Regions from separate parts of the Anas platyrhynchos genome. Here region 2 is linked to region 1. Evidence: chromatin contacts called from public Hi-C data. All regions are on one chromosome and are shown on one strand. Each heading gives the region's core, a stretch centred on a gene start, on an enhancer-like site or on the middle of the called end of the contact. The rest is flanking DNA. Distances are from core to core; before and after follow the strand shown. Region 1 holds the start of RIPK4 (receptor interacting serine/threonine kinase 4). Region 2 has its middle 38 kb from the start of TMPRSS2.

Region 1 (6,577 bases), core at 1,953-4,452:
TGGAATTCCACAAAGCAAGACATGTTAAAAGCACTTTGCAAAGCCTACCTAAAGCCCTGAAATGGTAATTTTATTAAATCACATCAAATACAGAGCATATTCTGTTACTGCCTCCACAGTGAGGAGCTTATGTGATCTTAAGCAAATTATGATCTCCCTCAGTTTTTTGCACATGAAGAAGTGTCCTCAGGTTTACCAGGAAGCCACACAATTATCAACCTGTGCTCCTGTTGGCTCACATATTGCCAGCATGAGCACTAAGAACTCACTGGTGAAGGTCCAAGGATGGTCCCCAGCATGCCTTTTAATTCGTGGCTGACTTGTGTATGCTCAAGGTGTAAAGGATCTGATTCTTGGGGTGCTGAGGAGGCAGCGTCCATTCATTTAAGCTCTGAACTAGGAAATATTCATACATGTGCCTGTCTCTGGGCACTGAGAACCACAGTGTGCATTTGACTTCAGTATGATTACCTATATTGTAGGTGATTTTTTATTTTTTTTTCCCAGTGGATATTTTAGTGTAAGAATCCCCACCCTCTTCCTTCTGCTCTTTCCACCTCCACACCACAACCCTCATTTTTTTGTGAGGGTGCACTTTGCATGAGATCAGCAAGGAATTCCTTAAACTGAGTTTGCCGCTGCATCTGCTACCGCGTGCAGTTGTGCCCCTTTCATCACCTTCTTCGGAGGCAGTTCCCTTCCAGCCTGCTTGCCTCCCTCTCTGTTGACATTAGGGAGCCTGTGGTAAGTCAGGCCAGCTTTCTCGCCTGTCTGAAAACTAAGCAAGGGAGTGGTGTGGTTTGATTTATTTACTTTTTTTTTTTCTTCCCCTCGTGTGAGATCACTGAGCTGATTCAATTACAGTTCAACCATCGAATGCTAGTACAACTGTGTGAGCACTAGTGCCAAGACAAAAGAGGGGACGGCAAACCTCCTTCAGCGATAATGTCGTTTTAGATCAGCTTAAGCCAACTGCAGTATTGCAGCGTTTGTGCATAAAAACCTAAGCCACAGCTTAAGTGTTTGAGGAGTGGATGAATAGATGGATTTATATTTCATCTTTTGGAAAGCTGCAGATCAGTGCTGGTCTGTATCAGCTCTAAAGCTGCTGTTACATAGTTGAAATCTGCTGCCCCTTCACAGAATGTCTTAGCTGTAACAAGAGCCAAGGTGCCTGCCAACCTTTTGAAGCTTTGGGCTGGTTTATTTCACACACATCAAGCAAACCTTTAGAAGGATATCCTTTTAAAAAAGAAAAAGCCAAAGCACTGTATGAAATCCTGTTCTCTGGACCAAAAAATACTGCAAGCAGAGAAACTAGAGTAAGAAGGGGAGTTTTCTCTGTGATGCCTGTACATGCACATGAGAGGAGAAGTTAGACAAGACTGGTTACCTTGCCACAGAAAGATACATTAGGCTGGTTTCACATGATTTGTTTTCAATAAATCTAGTATTGTCTGCTCTTTGCCACCCTGGCTATCTGCTAGCATGTTTTATTTATTTATTTTAACTGGGGAGCTGACTGCTGTGGGATTCCTTTGCCACCATCTTTCTCTGCTTCTTAAAGAGATCTAAGAGATGCTTTCTCTGCTCTTCTGGTGCCCTTTTCCAGTCTTCCTACACTTCCCCAACTAAAACCTCTGAGGCTGAGTAGCTGTTCTCTAGGCACCTTAAGTGTGATTTTTATTTAGGCTTAGCTTTTCTGAAAGCACTTGAGTAATCTAAATTCTCTCAGACCAGCTCTTTTGATGTTCTGTCATGAGCTCTCCGTTGCTGCTGGTGTGTGCTGAATTAGCTCTCCAGTCACAGTGCAGGTGAAAGGTACACAATCCATTTCTTGCTTAAACTCAACTGCAACCTGAGTTTTGCATAGTTCATTTTGTTTTACAGTTTTTGCCATCTGTCTAATGAAAGAGGCGCTTGAATGGTAATGTATCATTAGTGGAATAAAACACTTGGTGTGCTATTGGCAAGTCAGTCATGGACACCTCCAGAAGGCACAGTGTCCAAGGCCCTGCTTCAGCAAATTTCTTCAATTTAAACAGAGCTCCTTGAGAGCACAGAAGTCCCTCCACATGGATCCTGCTGAACCCAAATCAAAACAAGGAACAAGTCAGGATAGCCAGGAGGAGGAGGTCAGACAGAGGTGTACTGTTGGGTCACGCAGGTGGCCTAAGGGTTTGTCTCTGCTCACAGTTATTTCTTGTTCCTAATGTATTTATGTATATACGGTCTCATTCAGAGTAAGCAATTGTTTCGTTTAATCCAGAGTAAATTAAGCAGGAAGGAGTCCATGTGGAATAAAGCCCTGAGAACAGACTTGATGTCCCATGTCTTGGGAGTAATTAAACGTTTCTGTAGATTCTTTTAAAATGGACCTTTGCAAAGACAACAAAGTGACTTACTTATATTACCCCAGCTTTAAAACACATTGTCCTCTGTCTGTTGCCTAACCCGCCAGAGTAAATTGTACACTAACTGCCTAGAACAACAAACTCGGGTCTGATATTCGTTACAACAAACAAACAGGAGCTTTATTAACCTTTAGCCATGTGATAGGCGTGAAGGTCACGATGCAGATAGGAGAAGCCTCCCTAGGATTACGGGATGTACCAAAGGTTGCAGGTTCCTTTTCAGCTGCAGTGTCTCAGCAACTGATTTCACCTCATCCATCGGTCCTGCAATTAGACCCCAAAAAACACTTCAGGGATTGAAGTCTGCAGCTGGGCTAATCAAAATCCCTCATGCCAAGGCAACTATAAAGCACAGACACACGAGTGTGCCAGGAGAGGTTTAGGTTGGATGTTAGGAAGAACTTCTTTAGTGAGAGGGCTGTGAGGCATTGGAACGGGCTGCCCAGGGAGGGGGTTGAGTCACCATCCCTAGAGGTCTTACAAGATGTTTAGATGTAGAGCTGAGTGATACGGTTTAGTGGAGGGCTGCTTAGTGTTAGGTCAGAGGCCGGACTGGGTGATCTTGGAGGTCTCTTCCAACCTAGACAATCCTGTGACACTGTGAGTGCACAGCAGCACAATTCCCAGAGCCTAAGAGGCGCCGAGGACGCCCTCCGGGGCTCCCCTCACGGCAGAGCCCCGACCCCGGGGTGCAGGAGCCGGGGAGGCAGCAGGGGGCGGCCACCCCCCGGGGCCCGAGCTTCTCCTCCCCGTCGCCCAGGGAGGAGGAGGAGGCGGCGGGGCCAGCGCCATGGCCGGGCCCGGCCCAGGAAATGACGGCGCCGCCTCCCCCATGCTCGGCCGCACCTGACTCACCTGGGCCGGCGCTGGGAGGGCGGCGGAGCCGAGCCGAGCCGAGCCGTGCTGAGCCGGGCAGGGCAGGGTAGGGTCGGTCTCAGCCATGGAGAGCGGCTCCCCCTGGGCCGTGGGGCTGCTGAGAGCCTTCGAGGAGAGCGAGTTCGGCAGCTGGGAGAAGATCGGCTCGGGGGGCTTCGGGCAGGTGTACAAGGTGCGCCACCTGCACTGGAAGACATGGCTCGCCATCAAGTGCTCGCCCAGCCTCCATGTGGACGAGAAGTAAGGACCGGGACCGGGACCGGGACCGGGGCGGGGAGGGGTGGAAGGGCTCGGCTGTGCCCGCTTTGGGAGGAGACCCCCAAAACCTCGGGGATTTTGCTTTCTTATTATTTTTTTTGGTTCACCTACGCAGCAAATGCGTAACAGCAGTTCAGACGCTTCCGAGGCCAAACTGGGTTGTCATGCTGTCTGCCCTGCTGGTGTACCCTTATTTTTGGGGTGGCGAAGCAGGCAACATAGCCCAGAGCCTTGGGAGCGAGTAAATGAAGCAAGCCTGGCCCCATGCACGCAGCCCATGGCAGCCACGCGTGTGGCCAGACACGGCAAAGGCAGCCTGGAAATTCGTCATTCCCCAAGCAAACGTGGCATTTATCGCACTCAGGCGAAGCCCAGGCCACCACGAGATGTGGTGGGGCTGGGAAGAGCGACGCTTGGCCGCTCGAAGCAGCTCGGCTTGGCGAGAGCTGCAGCGTGCGCCCGCCTGTTCGCTTGGGGCTGCTCGCAAGGCGTTTTGCCCTGCCGCGGTCCGGTGCTTCGGTCCTTGTGAAAGGAGTGGAAACACAGAATGGGGTCTGGAGGCTCCTTGCCCCTTGCCAGGGCAAGGCACTGTGTGGTGGGAACGTGCTGCAGCTCGGCCGCCCCCGATGGAGGGCACGGCACGATCCCAAATGAAGGGGGCCAGAGGGTTTTGGGATGCACTTCGGAAGCGTCCCGCTGGTCTAAGGGACAGCGGCGACTTCCCGGCAGGTCAGCATCTGTGCAGGAGGTGGGGAGCGTGGCCAAGTCTTGCCGATGGAGCTTTTCCAGCTCCACCTCGATCTCTGGGATCTCCGCCAGCCCACGAGCTGATTCTGCAGCTCGCTCCGTGGGGTGTGAGGTGGTTGAGTCGCAGAAGGTTTCCCGTGCTGCAGTATTATTTGTGGAATATGTTTAGAAACGTATTCAAAAGTTAATTTTTAGAGTGTAGCAGAAAGGATGTCGCCGCCTATTGTAATGTGAAGGATTAATTTTGAGAGATGCTACCAAATCTCTGTACCGGTATTCGGTGTGCAATAGAGATCCACCCGTCTGTCAGTGGTTGTGAGGTTTGCAGATGTGAGAGAGATTGTATGGACGTGATGTATGGTGAACAAAAATTCTGTGGGAATCTGGGACCTTTGAGGGCGGGGGACTCCTGCAGCACCCAGCTCATTTTGGCAATCCAGTTACTGAAAGATGGGTTCATTTGTTTTACTACAGAATATATTTCATGCACTTAAGGGGAGTGTTAATTAGAAGTTGGAGGGGTCCCTGGCCTTTGAAAAAGCTGTTTCTGCAGAATAAAACTGAGCTGAGATTGTGAATTCGGGGTGGGGGGGGGGGGTGGAGGGGGGGGCAGGCACAGACAAAATAAAACACCGCCCCTGTAGTTCACAGGCTGTTCGAGCTGGTTGAAACAAGCCTGTATAATTAAACTGTTAATCCAGGAGGTTCACTTGACAAGCCATTTCTTGGAACTGTCTGGAGACGCAGAGTTAAAATTACAAGTGATATCAGAAACAGTAACTGCATAGCACAGAAGCTTTCTTTCTTTATTTGGTACCACATTAATACCCTGTTTGTAATGGTTTGGTGGTGGTAGTGCTCTGTAGTCTCTCCTACTGTTTCTGCAGTAGATTTGGAGTAATTCCCTTGGCAAGTATCTCACTGGAGAGTGAAGTGGCCTCAAGCAGAAGAAGAATTTATTCTTCAGAGATATTTTTCCCTTTAAACCCAAGCCCTCTCAGGCTGTCTAGCCAAATTCCATTTCTAAACCCTTATTCGTTCCCGCTTTCTGTCCCCTGACATTGTGTAGCTCCAGATGCCCTCACTGTAAACCTGAAGAAAAGAGTGTGTGGTCCAGAAAGGTGGAGGAGGGTACGCCCAGGACCTGCAGTGGAGAAAGCAAAGTCTTTTTTTTCCTTACCTCCGTTGGCCAGAGCAGAAGTCTAGCTGGAGAAAAAGGGGGCAAGCTGTGCAAGAACAACCTGGAGGTGAATTTCTTGTAGCTGAACCTAATCACTCAGGCCCTAACGAGCCCGAACAACGTAGCGGTTCCCAGAGAGGGCTCTTGGCTAGGTGTGCAGGGTGGTGAGGGTGGCTACCAGGTGTGGAGGTGGCAAGGTACGCCTCCTTGGCTGGCACAAAATGAGCAAAGCCCTCTGCAGGACCTGGATTTAGAAGTGGAGTGGGACTTAGAAACTGAGCTGGTTTTAGGGATTTCTTGCTGTTAGCAGATGCTGCGTTTATTCAGGTGGCTGACGAAGGAGCCTGGCGAGGGCTGCCCGCTGAGCTTAAAGTTGTATTTTTGTGCACAGAACACTATCTGTAGGGCACAAAGACTGGGTGCATGCAAATGTGAGTACAGCTGTAATTCTCGCAGGTCTTGCAGCAGCAGGGTTTGTGCTACAAGCGTCGGGCCCCGCTGCATCTTCGGGAGAACCCACACAGCGCGGCAGCAGCTCGGCCTGACCCTCAGCAGGAGCAGGGGCTGCCTCGGGGGTGCCCGAGGTCCCACGTGCTGATTTAGCTGATATTTCTAATTGCTTGGAAAATGGCTGATCTGTCAGCATCTTCTCTGGAAGATGGTATCTGCCCCTGAACCCAGGGCTAGATCTCTTCCAGTGCGTGCCCCTGTCCCCTAATGCTTTGAAAGCATATGTACCCTTAGATTTAGGGGAGCTGAGCAGTCCTGGATGCAAACTTTTTTAAGAAATCACTGTAATCTTAGAATATGTGGAGGGGGAAGGGAGACGAAGTGTTTAGAGAAGATAATTCTGACTCTTTAACCACATAGGTGCCAAATAAGAAGCTGTAACAGAGGCTAGGCCCATGCCTCTTGACTTAGAAACCTCGCAAGCATCTTTTTTCCTGTGGAGGGAGTTTTCTTGGTGATTATTGGAATAATTTCTAAGCACTATGAGTAACTGAGCAGCGTAAAAAAAACAGACTTTGATCTGCTCAAACTGGACTTCAGCGATACCACAGCGTCCTTTGCTGTAGCATTAGGGCTTGGATGTTGAGGCGAT
Region 2 (6,577 bases), core at 2,613-5,112, 40 kb after region 1:
GTGCTGGGCATGGGGGATCAGGGCCATAGTGGGTATGCAGCCCATTTTTATAGCCCGTCCTTATTTTTAGTCATTTGACTAGCATGTTTTGATACACATGCTAAATCTTTCTGTCTTGAAAAACCTCAGGTAAGCAAACTGGATGATCAGATGTTGTAAACAAAAGGAAAAGAGTTGAAAAGCGGGAGGAAGCATCAATGTGGAAATGCTTCTCTTTGCCAACACACAAAGGCAGATAGATTAAAAACACCAATTAAAAACAAAAACAGGAATGACCATTTCATTTTAGTGAAACCCGTGTTGACATGAATAATAATTCTGAAAAAAAAAAAAAAGTTTAGTCCATAAAACAACTGCCCCTAAACCCACTGCAAAAAAATATGTAAAGCCCAGCTCTTCCCACTCTCCTCCATACTTTCATTCTGCCTTCTTAGTGATGATCTGGAGGAGAATGGTGAGTTTCCTGGCCACAGGAGACGTGGCACATGGAAGCACAGTAGGAGGTGCAATGCTGACAGAAAGAGAAGTAGGAGAGGTGGGAAGACTGGAAAATACATTCCTTAAGGGAGAAAACCAATACTTGATGTGTACAGTAGGAAGCTCATGCTCAGCTTTCACTCAAATGCCTTCTGAGCTGAAAAATGAGTTAGCTAATAACTTGCACGTTTCCTGTACAGTTCACCTGGGAACAGCATCATTTACTTATCATCAGAATTTTTATTTAGACACTGAGTAATACGCTCGACATGTAAATAGGTCAAAGGCACTATTCGAATGGCAAGTATTGATCCCAAGATAACCCCTTCATAAAATTTCACCTAGTTAAATATTGACACATGGGAAAGAGCCTACATCTGGAGCATTTTTCACTCCTTAAGTCGCACCGAATTATTTCTATCCCTTATATCACTTTCTCCCTGTTATTTAGGATTACGCTTTTTTTTTTTTTTTTTTTTTATCTCATCTTTTGCCTTAAAAGACACCTTGATTTCTGTTGTTTGTTCACATGTTGGTTGAACACACCCTGCACATTATCCACTTTTCCCTACAGATGCACAGGAGAGGGATGTGCTGTACCCAGTGGCCAGTGGTGACAAACCCCTTCCTCCCATCAAGTGCAGCCCCAAGCAAAGAGCATGCCATGAGCTCACCGACAGAGCGGAGGAGAATTAGGGAGGAAGAGGAGTCCTGATCCATGTTGGAACTGCTTCAGAAATGCATAATAACAGCAGCAGCACAAACTGCCTCAACACCAGCAGCCGAGTCCCCCTCTTGCTGCGATGCGGTGTGGGAGTGGTGATAGTGGGCAGCCCAGCGTGCATGGACACACAGATATGTCATCGAGTGTGCGTGACCAGTCCTCAGCACGACCGGTTATCAGCGAGACAGCTACGAGAAAATGATAAAGGTCGAGGTAATTACGCTTGCTTTTCTCGTTGCTGGGTAAATATTGTGGGACTCAAGAGTGCTGAGTCCCTTGAAGTTCACCCAAAGTCACTCTGAGCCTTTCAGGATCTGAAATATCAGGCACCCATGAATTAAACAAAACCGATCAAAATACACAAGGGAAGAGTTTTTTATTTTGAGAAACATATGTATACAATTCTAATAGAACCAAGATGTTTTGAAGAAAATATTTTATATGTTTTCAAGAGAAAAAGTGATCAGACAAGTTTTCACGTGGACAACATGGAGTGAGAAAATATTTTGTACTGACACAGTGATTTTTTTTTTATTACATTCTCACTACTAGAATATTTGAACTTACATAACTGTAGAGCATAAGATGTCAATACTATCAAAATGGAAGTCTTTGGATAATTTTCATGAAGAAAAACTGAGTTTTGTTTTGTAAGAAATGTGGACTTCTTGTGCTCACTCAGGATTTAAGTGGCAACATTGGACTTCAGAACAAAAGTACTAATTCTTCAGCAGCTCCACCACTAAAAATGTGTTTCACCTGATTAAGTTCTGTGGTAAGGCCTGTAATAAAGTCAGGAACCAGATAAAGATACTGTTCTTCAAAGAGAGGGGAAAGAGTCTGTAACCCATTCTTGCTTGGAAAAGGGATTAATTTAATGTATCTTTCCACAATGGCTTATTAGACTGGACAGAATCCTTTCAAAAAACACAGAGAAAAACCTTGTGGCATGAATCAAAACCAATTAATTTCTCACTTTCCCACAGGGGGAATTGGCCACTGGGCGTTTTCATCTCTGCATCCTTAAATTGCTACGTCCCGACAAATCCCAGGATAAACCTCAGCTAATCAGATCACAGAGTCTCACAGGTTTCAATCCTTGAACATCTCATAAAGTTTACACCATAACACCAAAAGGTCCTTGACACCTACAGCTTAATTTGCTGCCATTGATCGCTCCACTACCTCATCCACTTCCACTTTAATCAGATAGGCTGCCGTGTCAGAGACCCACTGAATTAGCTACCTGTGGCGTAACCTTGGATGCGTAATACTGAGTTTTATATTAATAAAGGCTGATATCACCATGATGCACTCCTGAGACAGATATGAGATGCTGAAATGGGTGGGGTAATGGTGAACTCCACCCTTTCCATATATACTCGTTAATAACTGGTTTCCCTTAATAACGCTCTTCTAAAGGACAGACCTTTTCCTTCCCAGCAGCCATACATAAAACCCACATAAGCATAAATGGAGATGTTTCCCATCAAAGCATTGCTGTTGTGCCATGTCAAAAAGTACATCTCCATCAAGCCAGGGGCAGGCAAAGAGAAAACCTTGCACTGAGCTTATGAAAGTGAAGTCAGTGGGCTCTGTCCTGCCTGTGAATGAGCCCTTGTGGACAAGATATTACCATTCCCATACACACCCCACTCTTTTCCAGAGGTAATCTCTTCACTGAAGAGGAGCCAGAAAAGGATTTATGCCTGCCTTGCACCCGCTTGGGTTCACAGCATCGTAATGCAGAAGAATCAAGGCCCAGATTTGCACACTTTATGTTTTTATCATTAAATTCCTGCCAGCTAGCTTCCAAATCCATCTTGCAACCCGCTTTTGCTGTAAATATTTTCTTTTTCTTTTCCCTCTGCTATTGCCACACAGCATGTCATTTTCTCTCAAGCCCTCCTAAAACTTCCCCTCCTTCTTGCTGTGCTAGCTTCCATATAAGTTAATTGGAGAGAGATCGCCAGCTGAGTGAAGTAAGGTCTGAACACAGCTTTGTGTCATATCTCGCCTTCTGTCTGTAAGATAAAGCTGGGTGGAGCGCGGAGAGGAAGGAGGGCAGAGGGGAGCTGGTGTGGGGCAAGCATGCAAGACCCGGGCGGGAGGTACACGGTACGGGGCGGGTGAGTGGGGAGCACTGGGAGGATAGTGACAGCCCCTGGTATTTGAGTTACGTACGCAATCCCTCCCTGCAGGGAGACAGCTGTGGCAATTTTGGCAACGTGGTGCAGCGATGGAGGGATCCGTGGGGGGACAGCATGGGGCAGCCCAGGAGGTTTTGTCTCCTCCTGGAGAGGATGGGCAACATCCAGGTGCCGTGCCAAGCCTGGCCTTGACTCAGCACGGCGCTGGGTCCGGGACACGCACCTGGCGGAGATCAGAAAGGACCTTGTGCTCATCACACAGAGAGCATTACGGCAGCTGGAGGGGAAGGCAGGAGGGCCAGATCCTGAGGTGATTACTCTGACCTTAGTCAGTGGGAATTTTGCCTGAACAACAACTGACTAATGGCTCTGTGTGTTGGCACACGCATGACACACCGCTGCGTTTTACATGGGAGTTGTCTAGATTTCTAATTAGTTTGCATTTGTCCTGGTTGCATTTTGACAAAACAGCAACAGACAAGCCTATTTTGTCCTACACCCCCCTGTATTTAATTGCATCTGTGATGCATGTAGGAAATGCCTGGGGGGCCTTGCTCCACACTACAGCGTGGCTCCAAGCACACAATGCAGGCTCACGGAGCTACCAAACGCCATGCTCACAGCTGGCTGTGGGCTTTGGCCGTGCTGCAGGGATGGTGGAAGGGAAAGTTCAACTCTTTTTTGGGTGACAGTATGGTGCAGGACCATTTCCACCATCCTTGTGGACAAACCGGACACAGGCTGGACACAGTGTCTCCCATCCAGGTCTTCTCCAAGGCTCCCAAGTCCCCTCCCCTCCAAGCATCTGTGTGGCCTGAGGCTCACCTGGCCGTGACAGCTGCCCGAGCCTGGTTTCCTGGCCACATCCCTCCGGCCCCTCTGAGCTCACACTGGAGCTGCTGTGCAATGCTCCTCACATGTTGTAAGGTGTTTCAGCATCTCTGAGCCACCAGCAATAAAGGTGAAAAATAAAACTCGCAGCCCCGCAGATGTCTGCCAGCAAATGTTACTGCAGAACTCATTCTGTTTGAGGCTGAAAGAATATAAGTACATGACAAGGTTTACAAGATGCCTGTTGCTACTTTGGATAGAGAGAAGGAAGGATTCCTCTAGCAGCACCTGCAATTTCATTACCTAAATCCAAAGGAGGACATCTGTGTGTCATTATCCAGCAACACGCTCTCAGTCAGGGATTTAACAGCAAGATACAGAAAAGAAAAATGCCATGAGTGCCAAACTAAATATTGGCTTTCTGAAACATAACCTTTTGTGATAACAACAGATCGAACCAGAGATCAGAGTGCAGCGTGTACTCCAGACAACCAAACAAGAAGTCAGATCGTGACGGAGGACGGGAGGGTTTGCCTGCCTCTCACAGCCTCGCAAAGCTGATGGGAACATGAGGAACGGCTGAGCCCAACACGATGTTCGACCTGAAACCTTCATCAGCTCTGACAAGTGCAAGCAGAGTACAGCATTTGGCACCCTTAAAATCTATTTTGATCTTCAGATAAGATCAGTTTACTAAAACAAACTTAGAAATTGCAAGCTCTAGTTGCTGGCTTAACAAATGAGACCGGTTCCAGAAAAGCTTTTAAGGGCATAGGTCAAGCACGCAACACCAAAATTAATAGCAGCAATTTAGGATGCTGCTACCTGCTGAACTGTTTGTAACCCTTGTGCTGCACGGCCAGCCAACAGCAAGGCTGTTATGCAGACAACATACCATTGCCTTGACCTGGCCAGCACTGACCTGCTGGGATAGCTCAGAGCCTAGGGTTAGGGGCAGACACTTGGGACCAAGCGAGCCAAAGTGCAGGGACATGACCTCTCTGCCACCAAAGGCAGATCGCTGCTGCAGAAAGGCAGTTTGCCCTTAAACCACCACAAACATTCCTTTTTTGATCTCCTGGCCTCCAGGAGATTACACTCCAGGCTGGACTGTAACACACGAGGGATTCCTTTCCAAGACAGGGAGGAATTCAGGCTTCCAAAACGACCAACCCAACAGTTGCAACTTAAGAATCCTGCTCAGTCTGAGCAGACGCCAAATTTCCTATCCAGCTTGCATGTGGGGTGACTGACACCCCTCTGGTCTCATTGGCAGTATGCTTTGGCATCACCATTGGTCTTAGTGAACTTGCTCTGTAACTTGGTATTTTACTGAATAAGTGTGTAGAACAGTTCCTTGGCTGGTAAGGAAGTTCACACTGCTTCTATTTCTGAAGTTACCACACATGGTAACTCAGTCACATTACAACAGGATATATAAATCCTTGCATACATAAACTCTTAGGGGAAAATAATGCCATTACTCACTTGGATTTTGTCATTGTTTGACTGCTTCACAGACTAGATACAGGTGGCAACAAGTGTACGTGCACAGTTCCACAAAAAAAAGTCTTAGCCATTTTGGTGAGTAATATAAAAGACACAGAAGCCTGCATTTTCTGACCAAAATAATTTTGGATGAAAAAATACTCCAGCCTCAGAATCCACTTTTATTGTTATTATTATTAATATTAATTCATTGGCTTGTTTGTTTTGTGCAGTTTCAGGTTTTTCTGGACAGCTTTCCAGAATTTTCTAAGATGTGGACCCATCATACAGTACAGAAATTCAGGAGTATGCTTCCCTCATTGTTTTCTGCTGAGCTGAACTCCTTAGAATAGTTATATTTTTGTGATTATTATGATTTTTTACTTACACAAGCCATAGAGTATTTAGTCACTGGAGATGTTTTTCAACATAGAAGCTTGGTTCCAGAAGAAAAAAGGACACAAATTGCCCTAAATTCAATGCCTAGTGGACACCTGAAAATCCAGTGGCATCAGGTGAAAGGCTCTAATCTGAAGCATTTATGGACCTTTTTCTTCCTTCCTTCCTTCCTTCCTTCCTTCCTTCCTTTCTTTCTTTCTTGCTTGCTACCTTGCTTGCTTGCTTTCTATAGTTTTGTATTCACCATAAAAGCAATTAAACCTCCAGAGAGGAATTCCATCTTATTTATCTATAAATACCTAATTATATGCTCGTATCAACAGAGATACAGAATAGTCACCTACCCTAAGTGCTGACCTCTGTGCTTTTTCAAGACATTCCCGTGATGACAACTAACCTGTGCTTATATGAACATCTCTCTTGATTTCACTCTTTTATACAATTCAGTATCGCTGATAATCAAACACAAATAAAAGATTATTCTCCCCTCCCCTGAAAAATCTCAAGT

What was found. Hi-C and Micro-C count contacts between places; a contact is called where the count stands out from the background.
Region 2: a contact with region 1 is called in a Hi-C map of skeletal muscle, with 5 times the contacts expected there. The contact joins the enhancer-like site here to the promoter of RIPK4 in region 1. A contact is called at or near these places in 2 of 8 Hi-C or Micro-C datasets (liver and skeletal muscle).

The regions. Positions count from the first base shown.
Region 1 is chr1:126,002,517-126,009,093 of IASCAAS_PekinDuck_T2T, forward strand. It overlaps RIPK4 (receptor interacting serine/threonine kinase 4), which reads left to right and starts at 3,203. Exons shown (of 8, transcript XM_027448389.3): 1 at 3,203-3,530. The coding sequence starts at 3,355. It overlaps LOC139999637 (a long non-coding RNA gene), which reads right to left and starts at 3,410. Exons shown (of 2, transcript XR_011805141.1): 1 at 3,270-3,410; 2 at 2,509-2,678.
Region 2 is chr1:126,041,944-126,048,520 of IASCAAS_PekinDuck_T2T, forward strand. No RefSeq gene overlaps it. Among named protein-coding and RNA genes, the nearest start is that of TMPRSS2, 38 kb to the right of the region's middle. Within about 2 kb of position 3,863, at least 1 of the 8 cell types and tissues checked has an H3K27ac peak or open chromatin away from gene starts, as enhancers often do.